Linked DNA regions of Triticum aestivum: region 2 is linked to region 1. Evidence: chromatin contacts called from public HiCAR-type data. All regions are on one chromosome and are shown on one strand. The core of a region is the stretch at or near the end of the contact, and the rest is flanking DNA. Distances in the headings are between cores, read along the strand shown. Region 1 holds the start of LOC123078652. Region 2 holds the start of LOC123125826.

Region 1 (3,646 bases), core at 818-3,317:
GTAGCATGTGGGTGTCATATAAGGTTTGCCCGCATCACCCCGTGTCGGCCCGTGTGATTTAAGTGGCCTAGTGGGCTTATAGGCGCACCCCACATACCTTCATCTTTGCTCGTGGTTGCCACTCATCCACAACATTTCTAGTCCGGCGCTCTTAGCGCCGGTTACAAGCTGCTTTGCCAACCAGCGCACACACCTTCCGCGTTGGGCCAACCCATTAAACCTTCCGCGTTGGGCCAACCCACAACTTTAAAAAATGACGAGGGCGCTGTGATTTGAACTCGAGACCTCTAGTTCAGTTCGAATCGCTGTAACCACTAGGACACATCAACGGGAGTGCGCATTTATTTCTATCCTCCTTTTTTGTTTTTCATCTTTTTACTGTTCGCGGTTCGTATTCTTTTTTTCTTGTTTCTTGTTTTTTTTCTACTTTTTTGGTTTTTTAAAAGTGTTAAGTTTTTGCAAGTTTGAAACTTTTCTTCACATTTGTGAACTTTTTGAAATTTGCAAAATTTCCTTGAAAAATTAGTGAACCTTTTTCAACTTTGATCTACCTTTCTTGAAATTGACGATTATTTTCCATATTTGTGAACCTTTTTTCAAGATCAATGAACTTTTTTGAAATTTGTGATTTTTTTCAGAACTGATGAATTTCTTTTTAAAAATTTATGAACTTTTTAGTCAAATATTTTTACCTTTTCAAGTAAATAAACTCTTTTTTTCAAAATCGATGATTGTTTTCAAAAAAAATTGTGAAGTTTTTCTTCAAAATCAATGAAATGTTTTCACATCGATGAGTTTTTTTTTTCGAAATCGATGAACTTTTCCAAATTCATGTACTTTTTCAGATCCATGAACTTTTTTAAAAGTTGTGATCCTTTTCAAATTCATGAACTTTTGCAACTTCATAAACTTTTTCAAAATCTATGATATTTTCAAATTCGTGAACTTCCAAATTTATGAACTTTTCTCTTAGATTAGTTATATTTTTCAATTTTCGTGAACTATTTTGAGTATGTGGCTTATTTCTTCTTTAGACAAATTCGTGAACTCTTTTTGGATGTTGGTGAGCCTCTTTTGAAATTTGTGAACTTCCATATGTTACAGCGCGACTACAATTGTTCTTAAATATTTCGCTCTGCTATTAGCCTCTAGTACCAGGTAGCTCCAGTGGTTAGCCGAACGCGCACAAAATCAACGGCCCAAGTTCGAATCATTGAGACAATTTTTTTTGGGGGGGGGGTCCCTACTATTATAGAAACTGACAATTCAAGGCATAATCCATTGTTCAGTTGCGAAGAAGTCTAATCCTATTGCTTTAGGTGGAAGTTTAACTTAACAATCTCCACTGAAAATTCTGGTATATCCAACATTGTTTGGAACACTTGACAAACTTATGTGCCTCGAGATCTGATGGGGGATTGATGGGTTATGGATAGGCTTAGGCCCATATAAGATAATAATCCCTGGTTAATCTCTAAGGCTCATGCATGTGTGCGGCAAGTGGTGGGAAGTATGGTGGAAAGTTTAGTCCCATACTGCTACAGTAAGAAGAGTGAGACTTCTTTATAAAGCCTGCCCTACCACTTGCTATTGGGAGCTTGAGAACAGGAGCTGTACACGTGCACTCCTCCTCCGCCACCCGCCTCGCCTCGCCACGACGCGCGCGCACCGCGGGTTGCAGGAATGAGTCGAGCCGAAGCTTATTTTTGCCGGTCAGGAATGGTTAATTAATTAACGAGTCGCTTACGGAAGCGCCACTGTTTAAGACGGTCCTATACAAGAAGTCGTTAGCCAGTGGAGTGAACCCTAACTCAGTTCACTCACTCCCTCTCGTACAACCCTAGCCGTCATCTACTGTTCCTCTCTCCGTGCAGCTTCCGTCGATCCCATCCCGACGACCACATGCACGGTTGCTCAGGAGAGCAGGTGCCTCCGGAACCCTATTGTTCAAGATCCTGCCCGGGAGAATGGCAATAAGGTTTTTGAGGAGCGTCTCGACGCGACTGCTCCCGATCCATCCCCATCTTCGTCCGCCTCTGCTTCCACTACTACTTCTTTATCGACTCCATGGTTGACGATGAAGTCGCCAAGAAGGCCTTGGCTGATGCCGAGGCTGCTGCTATCGGCACCGCGTTGGCCTGGCCAACCGGAGGGTATGCCTCATTCATCCTCTATATGCTCTTTCATGTGTTGGCCGTATATATGATGTTCATAGATGTTTCATTTCTATGTATGGTACATACTCACATGCTTAGGTATCGGTATGATATGCATACCGTATTTGCCATGCTTATCATTTACTCGTGGATTAGATTAGTCGGAAAGTGCTAATATTTCCAATCCAAAAACCTTATTTTAGGCACTTTTCTACTCATGGCTTCACCGCTACTCTGAAACCGGAAAAGTTTATTGGAACACACTTTAAGCGTTGGTAGACAAGGACTACCTTGTGGCTCACAGCTATGAACGTGTTCTTGGTTGGTGGTGTGTCTCCCACAGTAACGACTGCTCCTGAACAGGAGAATGCGTTTAGGGAGGCAACCACCATCTTTATGGGAGCTGTTCTTACTGTCATCGGAGACAAGTTAGTCGACACGTATCTCCATATGTGTGTTACCAAGAATTTGTGGGATGTGCTCGAAGCTAAGTTCGGCGCAACCGATGCTGGAAGCGAGTTGTATGCTATGGAGCAGTTCCATGATTACAAATGGTTGATAACCATTCTGCATTGGACCAGGCCCATGAGATACAATGCATCGCTAAGGAGCCGGAGCTCCTGAAGTGTGAGTTATCGGACAAGTTTGTCGCGGGTTGCATTATTGCAAAACTCCCTCCTAGATGGAGGAACTTTGCTACTTCTTTCAAGCACTTGAGACATGAATTCTCTGTTGAGGATGCCATCGGTCATCTAAGTGTTGAGCATAGCTCGAGAGCAAAGGACTCACACGTGGAAGGGGCAGAGGGTTCTTCTAGTGCCAGTGGTGCAGAAGAATTCTCACAAGTTCAAGGGAAATAACTCTGTCCAGCAGAATACTACCTTCAAGAAGAAGGGTAAGAAGAAAGACAAAAAGAGAGATGACTGGTTTACTTGTGGTTCAGAGGAACATTGGGCAAACAAGTGCCTAAACAAGTACAAGAAGCCAGGACAGGACGCCAAGTCTGTTAATGTCACTCTAAGCAACAATGATGGGGCATCTGGGCATGGTAATCTGTTTACCGTACTTCCAGTTTCTCAGTCCACCGATTGGTGGGTTGACACTAGGGCCAATATTCATGTGTGTGCCGATGTGTCTTTTTTTTCTTACCAGGTCGCACGAGATTGTTCTGTCCTGAAGGGGAACGGCTCGCATGCTTCTGTTCATGGTGTTGGCACGATAGATCTGAAATTTACTTCAGGAAAGATCGTGCAACTGAAGAACGTCCAACATGTCTCCGCCATCAAGAAGAATCTCGTTAGTGTCTCCCTTCTATGTAAATAAGGGTTTAAGTTAGTATTTGAGTCTAACAAAGTAGTTGTATCTCGGTATGGACTATTTGCTGGAAAAGGATATGATTGTGGTGGTTTGTTTCGCCTTTCCTTGGAGGATTTCTGTAATAAAGTCGTGAAACAAATTCATTCTAATCTGAATGAATATGAGGTTTGGCA
Region 2 (3,646 bases), core at 452-2,951, 340 kb after region 1:
GCAGCTTTGTCAATGGCGGGTGGTGCGCGCCTAGTAGTCGATGATGAGGTTCCCGAACGGCGCGCGGTGCGGGATGCCCTTGCGCCGCTTGGCCGCTGGAGGCGGCGGCGGCGGCGGCGTGGACGGCGTGAAGCTCTGTCTGGCGGCATTGCGCAGAGGAGAGGAGGAGGAAGCCGCCTCGGTGTCCGACGAGCCCTTGGCGCGGCCGGGCCTGTTGGCCCGCATCACCCTCGCCTTGTCGTTGCCGCCCCCGTCGGAGGAGCAGCCGGCGACCTTGCAGCCGAGGGAGCAGAAGCGGAAGTTGTCGAGGAGGCTGCGGCTGCAGACCTCGCAGAGGTTGGCGCTGCCGGCGCCGCCGCCGCCCTTGCCGGGCTGCTTCTGCTGGGGGCGCTCGTTGAGGAAGACGACGCGCGCGCTGTTGATGACGTAGGTCTGCACGCCGGCGATGTCCATGAAGCGCTGGATGTCCGACACCCGGATGACGTCGTGGTAGGAGGAGCGGCGGATCTGGATGGTGTGGTGGCCGCGGTGCGCGTGCGCGAGGCACAGCGAGCACAGCGCCGCCGCCCCGGCGGCGGCCCCGGCGGCGCAGTCGAGGCAGAACATGTTGCACTCGCCGCTCCGGTGCGACTCGGTGTGCGTCTTGCATTGCGCGAAGAAGCGCGCGGACAGCAGCGGGCGCAGCCACTGCGGCCACTGCTCCTCCGCCGCCGCCGCCGCCACCTGCGGCTCCGCCTCCTCTTCGTCCGGCTCAGGGGCGCCGCCTCCCTGCACACGACAACCACAAGAAAGATTGGTCAGTTCAACAAGAAACGTCCAGCGATGGAAACATTGGCATCCTGACAATCAAGAAATTCGATCTCGTCTGAACGCTGACAAGATTGCCAGAAATCTACTGCGAGTTATCAATCAATCAACCAAAGAGAAGAAACAAAAGAAAACATAAAGGCTAGGACTGGCTAGTACCAAATTCCAACGCATCGAAATGCTGGAGCAGAGAGACGACGCGGAACCAAAACAGAAACACCACCATTAATCAGGGGGCGGGGGAGAAGAAGGGCTAACGCAGAAGACAGGGAAAAAGAATCAATGCTTTGACCGCCATTCCCCACAGGATTGACACGAACTGATCCAACAGCAATCCGCGCGCCCGATAGATACCACAGTAACGCACGCAACCAGTTCCCCTCATTCCTCCGCCCCGGAGAGGAGCACGGACGAAACGAAAAAGAAACGTACAAACATGCCAAGAAACCAGTACTACTACTACTACCAATCAAGCAGGAGAGGAATGGCGATATGCCATCGCAGCTAGGTAGGGGGAAGGGGAGGAGGGTGGGTTAATCAATTACCATGATCCTCCTGTTTTTGAGGCGGAGCTCCTTGAAGGGCGACTCGTGGTCGATGGCCATGCTCACGCACCGCACCAAAAACAACAACAAGAAGCAGAAGAAGGGGCTGGGTTGGGCTGCTGCTGGGGCCTCGGGGGAATCGAAGAGCAGGAGGCGGTTGGTGCGCGTGGAAGGGAAGCGGAGCGGCGGAAGAAGCGATATATGGACGGACGGATGGGCAGGCGGGCAGGCGGGCGGTGGGAGTCTAGAAGTAGACGAAGGAGGGGTTTAGTAGAACGGAACGGGAACGGGAATGGGAATGGGAGGGGTCTCTCCCTCCGAGTGCGCGTGTCTCGTTCTTATCGTCCCAAGTCAGTCAGTCGTCCACCCGGGCGGAACCAAACCAAGTCGTCTTCCTCCTCTCCTCTTTCGCTGTGTCTGTGGTGGTATGGTGGCCGCTCTTCCTAAACCCCGGATTAATTAATTGATCCGGCTTAATTAGCAGCGGCCGATGCGTTATTCGCAAAGCGGCCTTCAATTCCCTCCCTCTCTCCCTCCCTCGCATCTGATTACGTAACAGGGATCGAAAGCGAAGTGCCGGATTAATTAATTCATTGATTAAGCCCCCTGCTCTGTGACCTCAGGTTTTGGTCTGAGCGAAATGCACGGGGCACCCGGCGCGGTGCACCCCGGTCCTTCTGCATTAGGGTTTGGGCACGTGTTCCCTACTTGGACAGACGGACATTTTCACCCCACTTGATTTGATTTGAGTTGCAACACTTGCACTGTGTTTGTGGTGGTCCTGATGCCCTAGCCCCGCATGTGTTTAGTATAGTGCTAGCTCCACGTCGCGTTTCTCTTTGGGTCACGCTTTGTCCGTGCTTCACAGGTTTAGGCGGCGGCTATATAGTTAAGCCAATTCGAATAAATATAGGTCACGGCTAGATTTTTATTTTTTTGGCGGTTGATGACGGCTAAGACTAGTGTACTACTCTAATTTGTGTGCAGCGAGGAGAGTAGCAACACTCATTACTACTACCACATTACTCCAAACTTACAAAGGAGAGGATGACACAAGAATGGAGACGAAAGCAAAGGAATGCGTTTTGGGAGTAGTATTGGGTGAAGAAAAGAAAAATGTTGCTGCTTGGTAGCATTGCTTAAGGAAGAGAGAGAGAGAGAGAGATTAATTTCCAAAGAAGGTAAATGCTTGCTGAGCAAGCATCCAAGTGGTGATTTACTAAGAATGGCATCCCTAAGTTAATTCGCCCTTTGCGGGATATGACAAATTCACAAGTGCTCCTCCGTATATAGCACGGAATGCACTTGCGCTTTCCCGGTCATATGGCCTGATGCAGGAGTCACGCATTCCCTCCCTTGACTTTGGCTAGTGCTAGTACACTGCGCTTAAACTTGCATTAACCCAACACCGGTGCGGCGCGGCATTTGGCAGTTGAGCTGCCCTCACCTCACCTCATCTTTCACGAAACGGTGTGGTTTCCTTGTGTTCATGTAGGGTGTGTGATTAAACAAACGAAGCTGTGATAGCTGCCAACTGTTGTATTGTACGTCAATTCTTGTTCTTTGTTTGGATCATTGGGTGTGCTGATGATGCTTAGGTTGGATCGGTTGCACCATCGGTTTTGCCACCTTCCATTCTTTGGATTACTTATTGCTCGTTTCCAGGCCTTCAGCTCCTGCCACCGCCAATAATGCTGCCCTACGAATTCAACTACTGCTACTAAAAACAGCACATACAGCTTTATCCAAACAAAAAAGAAATAAAAAAGAAATGGGGGCAGCTTGGTTTGTTCGTTCAAGCTGGTGAATTTGCGTGGGATCAATGGACGCTCCGTTTGTTGTTCCCAACATGCATCGAAGAGAGGAGAGGAGGAACTATAAAACTGGAAAGAGGCCAGGGTCGAGCAGAAAGTGTGGGTTTTTGAAAAGATTCTGCCGCCACTCAATCATGATACTATCATCCACCAAAGCCGCTTTGCGCCTTCTTTATTCACATGCCGCTGCATTGATTCTTTCTCTCTCTCTCTCTCTCTTTTTTTCTTAATGAAAGCTAGCGGGGAGCAGGGAGGAGGCAGTGGAGCCGTTAACCTTAATGACACACTTCGTCAGATACTTATTATTGTATACATCTACCGACCCCCAGGATTGCAGGGCCAGCCACATGCCGTGCCTGCCTCCCCAAAAACCCTCCCTGTGTGCGTGCAGCCAAATCAAGCGTGCTCCTTCTTTGCTTGTGCTAATCTTAATCCTGTGATGTTGCTAGCTGCAACTGCAAAAATAGATAATGCTAATCT

Evidence for each region. HiCAR-type assays count read pairs that join an accessible place to other places.
Region 2: a HiCAR-type map of leaf shows a contact between it and region 1, with 9 times the contacts expected there. The contact joins the promoter of LOC123125826 here to the promoter of LOC123078652 in region 1. A contact is called at or near these places in 1 of 5 Hi-C or Micro-C datasets (leaf) and 1 of 1 datasets of contacts at active chromatin or transcription factors (leaf).

Annotation. Positions count from the first base shown.
Region 1 is chr1B:380,990,863-380,994,508 of IWGSC CS RefSeq v2.1, forward strand. LOC123078652 reads left to right here and starts at 2,068. Exons shown (of 2, transcript XM_044501238.1): 1 at 2,068-2,153. The coding sequence starts at 2,068.
Region 2 is chr1B:381,328,018-381,331,663 of IWGSC CS RefSeq v2.1, forward strand. It overlaps LOC123125826, which reads right to left and starts at 1,702. Exons shown (of 2, transcript XM_044546278.1): 1 at 1,353-1,702; 2 at 1-768. The coding sequence starts at 1,412. The coding sequence ends at 31.